Linked DNA regions of Gossypium arboreum: region 2 is linked to region 1. A link is a contact called in public Hi-C data. All regions are on one chromosome and are shown on one strand. Each heading gives the region's core, a stretch centred on a gene start, on an enhancer-like site or on the middle of the called end of the contact. The rest is flanking DNA. Distances are from core to core; before and after follow the strand shown.

The links. A called contact is a pair of places that touch in the nucleus more often than the background predicts.
Region 2: a Hi-C map of leaf shows a contact between it and region 1, with 5 times the contacts expected there. The contact joins the promoter of LOC108451796 here to the promoter of LOC108486184 in region 1. A contact is called at or near these places in 2 of 5 Hi-C or Micro-C datasets (both in leaf).

Annotation. Positions count from the first base shown.
Region 1 is chr6:123,993,277-123,999,747 of ASM2569848v2, forward strand. LOC108486184 (DNA repair protein recA homolog 3, mitochondrial-like) reads left to right here and starts at 5,179. Exons shown (of 8, transcript XM_017790076.2): 1 at 5,179-5,567; 2 at 5,757-5,814; 3 at 6,267-6,471. The coding sequence starts at 5,511. LOC108486185 (nucleosome assembly protein 1;2) reads left to right here and starts at 1,625. Exons shown (of 13, transcript XM_017790078.2): 1 at 1,625-1,814; 2 at 1,952-2,011; 3 at 2,094-2,137; 4 at 2,220-2,315; 5 at 2,659-2,751; 6 at 2,834-2,921; 7 at 3,004-3,065; 8 at 3,161-3,345; 9 at 3,460-3,637; 10 at 3,726-3,769; 11 at 3,878-4,079; 12 at 4,196-4,207; 13 at 4,300-4,678. The coding sequence starts at 1,966. The coding sequence ends at 4,365.
Region 2 is chr6:124,333,371-124,339,983 of ASM2569848v2, forward strand. LOC108451796 reads left to right here and starts at 3,847. Exons shown (of 7, transcript XM_017749482.2): 1 at 3,847-4,214; 2 at 4,328-4,446; 3 at 4,574-4,656; 4 at 5,005-5,126; 5 at 5,544-5,708; 6 at 6,116-6,209; 7 at 6,363-6,613. The coding sequence starts at 4,037. The coding sequence ends at 6,564.

The DNA.
Region 1 (6,471 bases), core at 3,929-6,428:
TCACCAATAACCGTCAATTAAATTTTAAAAATATAGTAAATTTATAAAATAATAAATAATTATGTCATAAACTAGAGTTATCCTAAATTATCACTTTCTTGCTTAAATCTAAACATTACTTTCATTTATACTTACTGAATTTTTCTTTAAGCTTTAGATCATGAATCACATCAATTCAATTGTAGAAATTATTAAACATTATTTTTTTTAAAAAATTATTGTTTAAATCTAAACATTAATTTTATTTTTACTCACTAAATATATCATTTAGCTTAATATGACAAATGACGTCAAGTATATTATAAAGATGTAGTAATTATCATAAATAATGAATATTGGTGCCATAATTTAGACCTAACCTAAATTATACTGTTATAACTTAAATCTAAATATTACGTTTATTTGCACTTACTAAATCTTTCTTTAAGCTTAACATCATGATTGACGTTAACTCAATTGTAGAAATGATTAAACATAATTTTTTACTTACTAAAATAATATTATTGTTTAAATCGAAACATTGATTCTATTTTTACTTACTAAATTTATCATTGAGCTTAACATGACCAATGACGCCAACTAAATTATAAAAATATAATAATTATCATAAAATAATGAATATTGGCGCCATAATTTAGACCTATCCTAAATTATAGGGTTCTAACTTGAATCTACATATTCCATTTATTTACACTTACTAAATCTTTTTAAGCTTAACATTATGAATGACATCAATCCAATTGTAGAAATTATTAAACATAAATTTTTTAAAAATATTATTGTTTAAATCTAAACATTAATTCCATTTTTACTTATTAAATCTATTATCGAGCTTAACATGACCAATGACGCCAACTAAATTATAGAGATATAGTAATTATTATAAAATAATGAATATTAGCCCCATAATTTAGACCTATCCTAAATTATAGCATTATGACTTTAATCTAAATATCACTTTTATTTATACTTACTAATAAATCGCGTCAATTCAATTGAAGAAATTATTAAACATAAATTTTAAAAAATATAGTATTATTGTTTAAATCTAAACATTAATTCCATTTTATTTATTAATTCTATTATTGAGCTTGACATGATGGATATAGTAATTATTATAAAACAATAAATATTGGCGCCTTAGATTTATCCTAAATTACAACGTTATAATTTAAACCTAATTATTATTTTTATTTACACTAACTAAATCTTTCTTTACTTACTAAATTTATCATTAATCTTAACTACATGAATAACCGTCAACTAAATTTTAAAAATAGAGTAATTTTATAAAATAATAAATAATTATGCCATAAACTAGACATATCTTAAATTATTGGTCCTTACTTTCATTTATACTTACTAAGTTTTAAATAAATTTAGCATAAAAATGACGTCAACTCAATTGAAAAATTTTTAACAGATTTTGTTGTTAGAATTTAAAATAAGTAAAACCTTAATTGAAAATTGAATAAATATATTTAAAAAATAGTTAAAGGTTAAGTTTCAAGTATAAAATAAAAATAATTTTATAGTAAAATTAAAATTATTAAAATTTAATAATAGAAAGACAATATTTTGAAAAATATTTAATCAATAAAATTTTAAAATCTCCATTTACGGATATGAAATGAACTTTTGGGTAACCATGATAAGGCTGGGATTTGCTTACCATTTTAAACAAATTCAAAAGCGGTGCGAGCCCTATTTATAGCCATCAAGGAAACGAAAAAAAAAAAAAAAACAAGTGAAAAACAAAAAGTGCTTTGCTTACGCGATAAAAACTAGTGTCGCGGATTTTAGGTTTTCGTAAGGTAAAGGGGGAGGATTGTTAAGCGACACGCCTCTCTCACTCAAACCCTATTCTTTTTCCCAATTTCTCGAATCTAGGGTTTTACATTCTCCTTTTCCTCTCCAAATCAACCTTATTTCATTTTTTTTCTTCTCTTAGAAATAATATCGTCAATGAGCAACGAAGGAGTTAACTTCAACATGTCCGGTCTTGGCGATGGTATTGATATTTTTCTCTTCTTTATCTACAATACTATCGCTTCACTCTTATCGCTTCTCTCAGTTTCTATTTTTGGTTGCAGCTCTTAATGCCGAAGCACGAGCTGGTCTCGTTAACGCTCTCAAGGTGGGTGACACCCATAATTGTTTTTGGTTTTCTTTTTGTTATTTTTTTCATTATTTTTTTTTTTTGATATTTTGGTTTGCAGAATAAACTTCAAAGTCTTGCTGGGGATCACTCCGATGTGCTGGAGAGCCTATCACCGATTGTCAGGAAGCGTGTCGAGGTTCTTAGGGAGATCCAGGCATGTTCTTTCTCCCTAAGCTTTTTCGATGCTCTGTTAAGTTTTACTCTGATATCACTAATGGTTTAGTTGTTTTTGTAGCCGGGTTTACTCTATTATGGTTAAGAAACTCGAGTATCTTGGATGTATGGGGTTGTTAATGTGTTGAATTTCTAAGATCATCTATGCACATTTTTATTGGATTTACTTTTGGTATGGTAGAAAGTTCATTGTTCTTGCTCGGCAGCTACTTTCCGTTCCCAGCTAGATTGATTTAGATTGTTGTAATCTAACTTTTATTTATCTTAGCTGCAATGTGATTGGAAGGGGAATGCCATTTTTGATCCCTATTTTTCTTTAACAGAGCCAACATGATGAATTGGAGGCTAAGTTTTTTGAGGAGAGGGCTGCACTTGAAGCTAAATATCAAAAACTATATCAACCCTTGTATGCAAAGGTTTGCATTTTCAATTTTGCTTTAGTTATTGGCTAATCAGTTACTGTCGCCATTCACCTGACTTATTACCTTATTTTTGTAGCGATATGATATTGTGAATGGCCTTGCTGATGCTGAAGGAACAGCAAATGAAGCTGCCAAGGACCAAGGAGAGGAAAAGGATGCTGAAGGTATGATCTTATTGAGTCATTTCTTTTCCCATATGCATCTTTCTTTCTGTGGACGATATTTATAAAATTATGCTTTATGCAGAGAAAGGGGTGCCTGATTTTTGGCTTACTGCAATGAAAAATAATGAAGTGCTCTCTGATGAGGTGAGTATCCAATTACTATTATTTTTATAACTCTTTTTGTTTTTTTGGTTGGAAATGGTTAAGCTTATCTCTACATCCTTTGTGTTTGGAACCAGATCACTGAGCGTGATGAAGGAGCTCTCAAGTATCTCAAGGATATTAAGTGGTACAGGGTAGAGGAACCCAAAGGATTCAAGCTTGAGTTTTACTTTGACACCAATCCTTATTTCAAGAATACTGTGCTGACAAAGACATATCTCATGATTGATGAAGATGAACCTATTCTTGAGAAAGCAATTGGGTAAATACTATTACCTATCCTTTTAGAGAATTCCCTATTGGATTGTTAAATATGTCCAGATTACAGGAGGTTCTTACTTCTTTTAACTAAAACTTCTTTACACCTAATTTGTAGGACTGAAATTGAATGGTATCCTGGAAAATGCTTAACTCAAAAGCTTCTTAAAAAGAAGCCTAAGAAGGGTTCAAAGAATGCCAAGCCAATCACTAAAACAGAGGAGTGTGAAAGTTTCTTCAACTTCTTCAATCCTCCGCAAGTTCCTGAGGATGATGAAGACATTGATGAAGATACTGTAAGCCCAACCTCACCAGATCTATATAAACATTGATGATTGATTACATTTCTTCTGCTATTCCAATTGTTTTTACTTTCTTGCACAGGCTGAGGAGCTACAAAATCAAATGGAACAAGATTATGACATCGGGTATGTTCTCTTTTCTTCTTACTCTAGTTATTGAGTGAGACATCATTAATCATTGTTACATGTATTTGAAATACCTACTTATTTTATGCTATCTGTTTCTTTTTGCAGATCAACAATTCGGGACAAGATTATTCCACATGCTGTGTCATGGTTTACAGGAGAAGCTATCCAGGGAGATGAGCTTGATATAGATGACGATGAAGAAGATGACGATGATGATGATGAGGAGGAAGAGGATGATGAGGAAGAGGATGAGGATGCTGACGATGAGGATGAGGATGATGACGAAGGAAGTAAGACCAAAAAGAAGGTATGAGATGCTAAATTTAGGGTGTGTTATAATGTGTGCTCAATTGTTTGTTCAAAATCTGAAGTGATGCTAATATTTCTTTTGTTTCTTGCATATTGCTTGAAAATGTGCTGCAGTCTGCTCATAAGGTACACCAATTCCATATCATTTAGGTCTCTCTTTTGGCCCTTCTATTGAAAATTTATTCTTAATTATGTTCGTTGTTCGTTGTATATTGCAGAAGAGTGGTAAAGCAGTAGGGGATGGGCAGCAAGGTGAGAGGCCTCCGGAATGCAAGCAGCAGTAGAAATTAATTGCTGCTGTCGGAGTGTGGTTTATAAGATTTTGATTGGAAGAAGCGGGAGAAAGGGAGGGTTTGCAGTTTTGGTGGTTATTTATTTCTACAGTTTTATGTTATTGCTATGAGTATGATTGGTTTCTACAGTCGTTTTATCCTTTTGGTCTGTTGGTGTTGGTTTGGTAGGATGGTCTGGTAATGGTAGTCTAAGATGTTTTGGGATTTTGTTTTAATGTTTAATGTTTAATGTTTCCAGAAACTCTTTAAGAGTTCTTGTGATAGCTTGTTATCAATTATTTAATGGCCGGTCTGATTAAAGTTATTTTTTATTCTCTTTTGCATATTCCTTTTATATACCGAGTTCTCTTGCGCATGGCTTGTGGTTGGACGGCAACAATTATGATCACATTGTATTTCCATGTATCTTTAATTTTATTTCTAATGTTGCAACTTCAAAAAATTATGGATGCAAAAATAATACAAAATAAAACATCTGTCGCAGCCCTTTCTCCTTGAAATTAATAAAGGAAGAAGACCCAAAGTATTCTCTACGGTTATTGTAGATTTTGTTTGAAAAATTAGATTTATTTCACTGTTTTAATTATTATGCCTTAGTTCATATTTATTAAAAATTTTCTTAATAGGTTGATATGATTTTCCTAAATTCTCATAGCAATAAAAAAGATCAAAGAATTATATGTCATTATTTTTGTAATTTTAAAAAAATTCGGCTCAACTTCATAGAAAAAATCTCAATAATTAACCCTTTTTTAACGATATTAATGATTTGGAATAAGAAAGCGTTACATTAATAATAAAAACGGAATATAATACAACAAAATATAATACAATATAATAGGAACACCAAATTTGATTAAAATTCCCTGGAGGCCCAGACGGGCCAACCAGCAGGCTCCCTCTCCCCCGCCCCTGGGGGGTACCAAACCACTGTAGTGCAAATCTCGAAAAGGAGGGAAACTCAAACCCTAACATCCCAGACCCACAGCAGCAGACCTCAGTGTCTGTCTGTTTGTCTTTCCATTTCTTTACTCTCTTTTTAATCCATGGTACTAAGTAACATCTAATCACAACTAGTTTGTTCTTCTTTTCCCACATCTTATACTTCTAAACAAAGCTCCTTTCCCTTGCATGCTATGGCCAGCTTTCTTCGAAATGTTTCATCTCTTAAACGTTCTCTCTTCGCTCCACAGGTTTTAAAAACCTTACCCTTTTCTTTATTTTCTTCCATAACTTCATATCCTTTGTTTTTCTCATGTTTAATCTGATTGTCTTGCACTATGTTCATTTTTTTATATAAAAAATGGTAGTTTAGGAACAGTAGAAATATATATATATATTCGAAGCCGTGAATCAATTTTTCTCTTTTTTCCTTTTTGCAGGTTTGTAGGGGAGGGGTGTTAAGGTCATCTTCTCAGCTGTGTAACTTTTCTTCTAAAGGTAAATGAAATTCCATTGAAAAGCTTCAATTTGAATGTTGGTACTCAAATATTGTTATTTGGGTATCTGGTATTCTAATTCTATGTTTGGTTAAATCACATTTTGGTTTTTGAGTAGAATTTTAATTCAGGTAATCATCTGAATGTGATTGTAGAAGAGTGCTTTGTCATGGGATTTTTATTAGATTAATAAATGTTTGAATTCTTTAATATTTAATTGAAACAAGTCAGCTGTACTGTAAAGCGCAGTGCTTAACGTAGTGTCATCTTTTATCCAACAATAAAAATTATAAATTCATGCCATTTAATAGATGGAGTTCTCTGGCTATTTTTCTTGAACTGGATTCATTTGAGTTAAAAAGTGAAATCTAATAATCTTTTTTTTTTTTTTGAATAAATGAAATCTGATGCTTTCTTGTGTTCGGTTATTTCTTTGTTTGTGTCCTATTGAAGGTAGAAGGAAATCCAAGTCAGATTCAAGTGATTCGTGCGATGAGAATATGTCCAAGAAAGATTTAGCTCTAAAACTTGCCTTGGATCAGATTACGAGTTCTTTTGGAAAAGGATCTATCATGTGGCTTGGTCGTGCTATGTCTCATCGAAATGTTCCAGTAGTTTCCACTGGTTCTTTTGCTCTGGACATAGCACTTGGAATCGG
Region 2 (6,613 bases), core at 2,597-5,096, 340 kb after region 1:
GTGAGAATTTGATGTTGCCATAGAAGGGAAAAATGATCAGCATGTTATAAAACATAAGAATAAGGAATAAAGTTTAATTCCCGAGCCTAGGGGCAAAAGTGTAAATATGCAAAAGTTTAGGGGCAAAATTTTAATTTTTCCAAAATATGATTTTGGGTCAATTTGAATAATGTGAGTCCTAATTAGACTATATTTTAAATGATAAAGCAAGGAAAACTGAAATTCGGGCTAAAATGGGGAAAATACCAAGTTGTGGACAAAATGGTAAAAGTAGCCATTTTCGCATACGAGGTAAGTTCATGTGTAAATGTAGTAACATAATTATTGTTTTAAGGAATTTAATGTTGTTTATATGATATGATGCTTATTATTATCATGAAACGTTATGCTTTGTGGTTAATGTTGAGTAATATGCAAATTATGTTTACTACTTGATAAACATGAATTGCTACCGAGTATCGGTTCCGATATTCTGTGGAAGACGGAAAAGATGTGAGATCGAGGAAAAAAGCCCGTTTGAACCTTAGGAATAGATTAGGATACAAGTGACATGTCACTAGGATGGTTGAGCATCCGAGCTCGTTGAGTTGAGTCCGAGTTCACTTATGGATGCGAATGTCCGAACTCGTTGAGTTGAGTCCGAGTTCGAGAGATGTAACTAGGCATCCGAGCTCGTTGAGTTGAGTTCGAGTTCACTTATGGATGCGAACGCCCGAGCTCGTTGAGTTGAGTCCGAGTTCACTTATGGGCGAGTTACATGGTAGCTTGGCTACATATGTGGCACTTATGCGCAAACTTTCCATGTATCCGAATTATATTTCGATGTGTTCAACGGGTAAAGTTTTACTGAAATGGAGGAATACTCAAGATGAAAGGGACGTATTGGTAAGTGTTGTGAAATGGATACTTTGAACAGGTATGTACTTAACCCTTGGGTTGAAAAATCGATATAACAACAATATGGTAAGATGATAAATGAAAATGTGATATGAATGTCTTGGTGATGATTATGCAAATGATGTTTTATGTTTGCTTATATGGTTATGTTACTTGCTATTTGCATGTGAACTTATTAAGCATTTATGCTTACTCCCTCCTTTTCATTCCTTGTAGTTTTGACAAGCCAGCTCGGAAATCGGGAACGGTCGGAGGCTCGCTCACACTATCCGTATACCATCTTGGCATAATGGTTTGTATATTTTGAGTATGGCATGTATAGCATTATAATCATTTTGTATATATATGGTCTTATGATATGGTTATTGAGTGGTATGGAAATGCTTGGTAATGATTAGCCATTGGAATGGCTAATCATGATCATATTTGGTGTTATGTATGCTAAATTGCTAGCTAATCCATGGAAACCATGAAATAGGTAAAATTTACCATAAAATAGATTCAGACAGCAGCAGTGACGTGAGTTTGAAAAATTACTAAAAATAGTAGAGATACAATTAGATGATGTATAATATATGGAATTGAAGAATTATGAGTCTATTTTCATATGGATGGAATAAAACAGGTATATGAGTTATATTTTATGAGATGTTTAAATTTTTGTGAAACAGGTCCAGAGCGATTTCTGGATCCCCTGTTCTGACTTTGTAAATTCACCATAAATTTTACAAAGATAATTAGAAGTCATGATTTATATTTACAGATTCCTTATTGAGTCTAGTTTTATTAGAGACAAACGGCATAGTCATTGAAGCTCTGTAGATGGAGATATCTGATTCAGTAATACAGAGGTCGAGTAGTCGAACCTGAAACAGGGAGACTTTAACTAATAAACTGTACTAATTGGCCCGACCAAAAATTCTAGAAACAATTAGTAGATAGATATATGAGTCTAGTTTTAGGAAAAATTTACGGAATTAGATTTGAGTTTGAACTCGAGATATGATTTTTAAAGCGACTGTGATGCGTTAGCCGACTTGTCTGAAATTTTAAAATGAATTGTATGAAATTTGTTTAAGTAATGAATTAAGTCTATTAACACCTCGTGTTCGACTCTGGCAATGGTCTCGGGTACGGGGCGTTACACACACGGTCTCACACACAGGCATGTGACTGGTCGTGTGGTATAAGTCAGTATACCCCCTAAAGGGCACACGGGCGTGTGGTTGGCCGTGTGACCCAAGTCAGTATACTCTCCAGTTTTCACACGGCTTGGCGCATGGGCGTGTCCTCGGCCATGTGATGCAAGTCAGTTTGTATGCCCTGTTTCCACATGGCCTAAGACACGGGCGTGCCTGTTCACACGGGTGTGTGAGCCTTGTATGATTGAAAAATTTCTAAGTTTTTCGAAATTTTCGTATGTTATCGGTTTAGTCCCGAACCACTTCTAAAGCATGATTAAGGTCTCGAAGACCCTTATAAGGGACAAAGTGATTGTGTTGAATGATTTATGAGATTGTATGTTTTATGTTGTGAATTGATATGTAATGCCTCGTAACATTATTCCGGCGACAGTATGGGTTAGGGGTGTTACAATTTCCCTCTTTGATTTTCTTCTTGCACTGATGTACTGCATATGTTATGTTCAAATATCAGTTTGAACATCAAATTGATCAGAGAATAAATCTAAATTTTTACAATTTAAATTAACTTTAAACCAATTAAATGGTCAAATTATGATTTTTTTTTATACAACGAATATTCGAACCCAAACTATTTTTAGGAAAAGTGAACATCTAGCCAATAAGTTATAATTTAAGGTTTAAAAAATTTAAGATTTTGGTCTCTCTATTATAAGATTTAGTTGTTATATTTTAATTTAACATAATTGTTTTTCTACCTTTATAAAGTCATTAGTTAACCCAAATAATTAAAATCATTAACTAAAAAGTAAAAATGTTAGACGTTGAATTTTTACTAAAATCGTCCTTTCCAACATTAAAAAAACTATATCGGCATAATAGGTTAGAAGGAATATTTTAAAATTTTTATGTAAGCATTTTAATCAAAATATAGTAACTTAATGACATAATAAAAGTAAAGGTACAAAGATTAAATTTTATATTTTAATGTAGTAGAGGAATCAAAACTAAAATTTGACAATTTTTAATTGATATTTCCTTTTAACATTTCACTACCATGTAATAGTTAAGGTTGTTTAAAATGAATTGGACCGGTCAATTAAATCAAATTAATTTATCAAATTAATTAGATTGGAAAATAGTCAAGTAAGAAGACATTAAACCAATTGATTCGAGAATTAGTACCTATCAATTAAACTGAAAAAAAAAAACACAATTGAACCCAATGATTGAAGCTAATTTTAAATATTTTTTAATAATTTATTTAATGGAATAGAATAGATTAAAATTAGAGGTGTGTATGGGTCGGGCCGGGCTCAACTAAAAATTCAAGCCTGTTTGCTAGGCCTGGACCAAGTCTAACTTGAAAAATGGACTTAAAATTTTACCCAAGCTCGACCCGGCCCGCTCATATTATTTTTTATATAATTTTAAAATATATATAATACATCAAAATACTAAAAGCATCAAAATAAATATTTCCAACACATGGAAAATAAATTTTAAAAATATGTATACTTAAATAACACTAAGATTAATATAACTTCACAAGTAAATCCTCTAAAATAATAATAAAACAAATGTCTTTTAAAATAATAATAAAATTAATAATAAAATAAGTTATATATAATATTTAAATAATAATAACAAAATAGTAGTAATATAATATTAAAATAATAATAAAATAGAAAAAAAATAAAAAAATAACATAAAAAAATTCCTTTAATGAATCTAAGCGGGCTGGGTTAAGCATAAGTCCTTATCCGTGGCTCGGCCTATTTTGTAAACGTGTTTTATATTTTTGTCCATTCCTATTTTTCAAGCCAATATTTTACTCAGATTTCGAGCCACCCTTCCATCCGGACCTATCAACAGCTGTAATTAAAACCCATGGCACCAGAGATTCAATCGGAAACCTTTCCTTTATCCCAATCCATTTACAGGACTTGCCTTATTAAGCACGATAGAAGAAAGAGGCCAACCAGAGGTTCTAAGAAATGGCCACCATTGCCCTTAACTTTGATTCATTGACACTGCTCTCAAATTTATCAACTAATCCTAAATATACTTTTTCACAGGTACGAACACCATTCATATCATCCTCCTGTCGACGTATCTCCAAACCAAACTCCACAATCTCGACGATGGCTCACTCTCATTCTACTCAAAAACCAGGTCCCAAATTATTAGTGTTCCCTTTCTTTTATAACTTTGTTATGGTTGCATTTTGTTTTTAATGTAAAGAACTTTGAAAATAAAAAAAAGGACCCTTTTTTTCTAAATTTTAGTGATTGAGCGGCAGAGAATGATAATTCCGAACAAGCATGGTGAAAAACTGGTGGGATTATTGCATGAAACCGAGTCTAAAGAGATTGTAATCTTATGCCATGGTTTCAGATCCAGAAAGGTTAGTTGGGTCATTTCATCTCTTTCACCTTGCTTTCAGTAGCAAATATATTTGGTGGAAATGTCTGTTCATGGAGGAATAGTAATAATTTAGGGAAAGCAGCTCACTTAGATTAATTCTACTTCAGGATTACAATACTATGACGAACCTTGCTGCTGCTTTAGAAAAAGAAGGAATCAGTGTCTTCCGTTTCGATTTTGCTGGAAACGGGTGAGTTGATTAAAATCTAATGTTACTCGGACTCTGGTGAGAGTGTCGGACATTGTATATGTCCAACACGGGTATGGTTAGATTTTTCTAAGTTTTTCTTTAATGTAGTTGGAGGGTTCTTGGTCTTATCTCCACACCCAAGGGTCGGGTACGAGTGTTGGTCACGGTAGAAGAGTCGGAGGAACAAAGTTAAAATCTGTAGAGATTTTAAGAGGTGGCTTTTCTTGGATTGGCAAATATGTATTATGCAGCATAGTTCTTACTTTTTATGTCTATTGCTGCTGCTGGAGTGTGTGTTTTGTTCACTTTGTTCTATAGTTGTGATTTATTTTGGGATCCATTTTTCAGAGAAAGTGAAGGTTCATTTCAGTATGGTAACTATTACCGAGAAGCTGATGATTTACACGCCATAATTCAACACTTTTCAGGGGAAAGTCGTGTGGTAAGTGCAATTCTTGGGCATAGTAAAGGTGAGTGTCCGTGTTTCCTACTCGAACTTTTCTGAACTAGTTAAAATAGAGAATGGTTTTGCTCTGCACTGTAGAACTTGTAAGTTCTCTAAGAAGAAACTAAGTTGTTGAAGACTATATCTTAAATTACATTCTAATCACTGAGTTATTTTCAGGATGGATCTTAGCAATATCTTTTTTTCTTATAATGTTTTGATCATTAATACACAGAATAAGTAATGTAACCAAGCTAACATTACTGTTTAATTGTTATATCACTGGAATAATATAAACCAGGGGGAATTTTGGTGCTTCTTTATGCTTCGAAGCATCAAGATATCCCAATGAAGTCTGTCAATTAGTTTTTTCCAGCTGTGATTTTCATTTGTCTAATAAGTTCTCCAACAAGTGTTATACTGCTAAAATAATGTAATGCAGGGGGAAATGTGGTGCTCCTTTACGCTTCTAAGTATCAAGATTTACGTATAGTTGTAAACGTTTCTGGCCGCTACGACTTGAAGAGAGGCATTGCAGAACGCTTGGGAGAAGACTTTATTGAAATAATTAAGAAGGATGGCCACATTGATGTTAAGAATAAGACAGGTAGTTATTTATTTAGCTTCCTTGTTGTGTATGATTTCCTGAGTTTGTGTTCTTCACGTCTGTGTATGTCCATCAAGGATCTATTTGTTGTTTGTTAAGTTAAGCAAATCAGCAGTCCTGATTGGATTTTCTGTCCAGTTCAAGTGTTACTTAAAAGTATCCAAATAGAATTATAGCTACATAATCAGTGATAAAGACAGCTGCTGTCGGTGCTCTTATAGCTTTTGGCATTTGGAACTTGAAAGGGAAGTAGAAATTTTGCATTAAAAATGTTCTATCTTAACAATTTCCTGGGAATAAAAACATTCCTTGTGGAATGTAAAGGGTTAATATTTAGTCTTGTTCAATATTTGTTTATGTACTTGATTGGAAACATTTCGAATTTTAATTACATTTTATTTATGTAGGAGGCATTGAATACCGTGTGACTGAGGAAGCTTTGATGGATCGCTTAAGAACAGAAATGCATGAAGCTTGCCTCAAGATTGATAAAGAATGTCGGTAGGATTTTGAATATAGACTAGAGCCTATTAGTTTTTGTTGTTTCGAAATCATTGATTCTTCACTGATTCATTGAGCTGATTTAGATGCCAATGTCAAATGAACTTCAATACTAGTATATGTTATTGTGCTATTATTCACCGTAACATACAGGGTGTTGACGGTCCATGGATCTGCTGATGAGATAATTTCTGTTGAAGATGCTTTGGAGTTTGCCAAGGTTATACCTAATCACCAATTACACATTACAGAAGGAGCAAATCATGGGTACACCTCGCATCAAACTGAGTTGGCATCTACTGTTGTGAAATTTATAACGTCAGCCTTAGAGCAAGACAAGGTTTCTTCCAAGTAGGTAGAGGCTGTAAACACAAATCTAAAATTTTCTCCACCAACAAATGAGA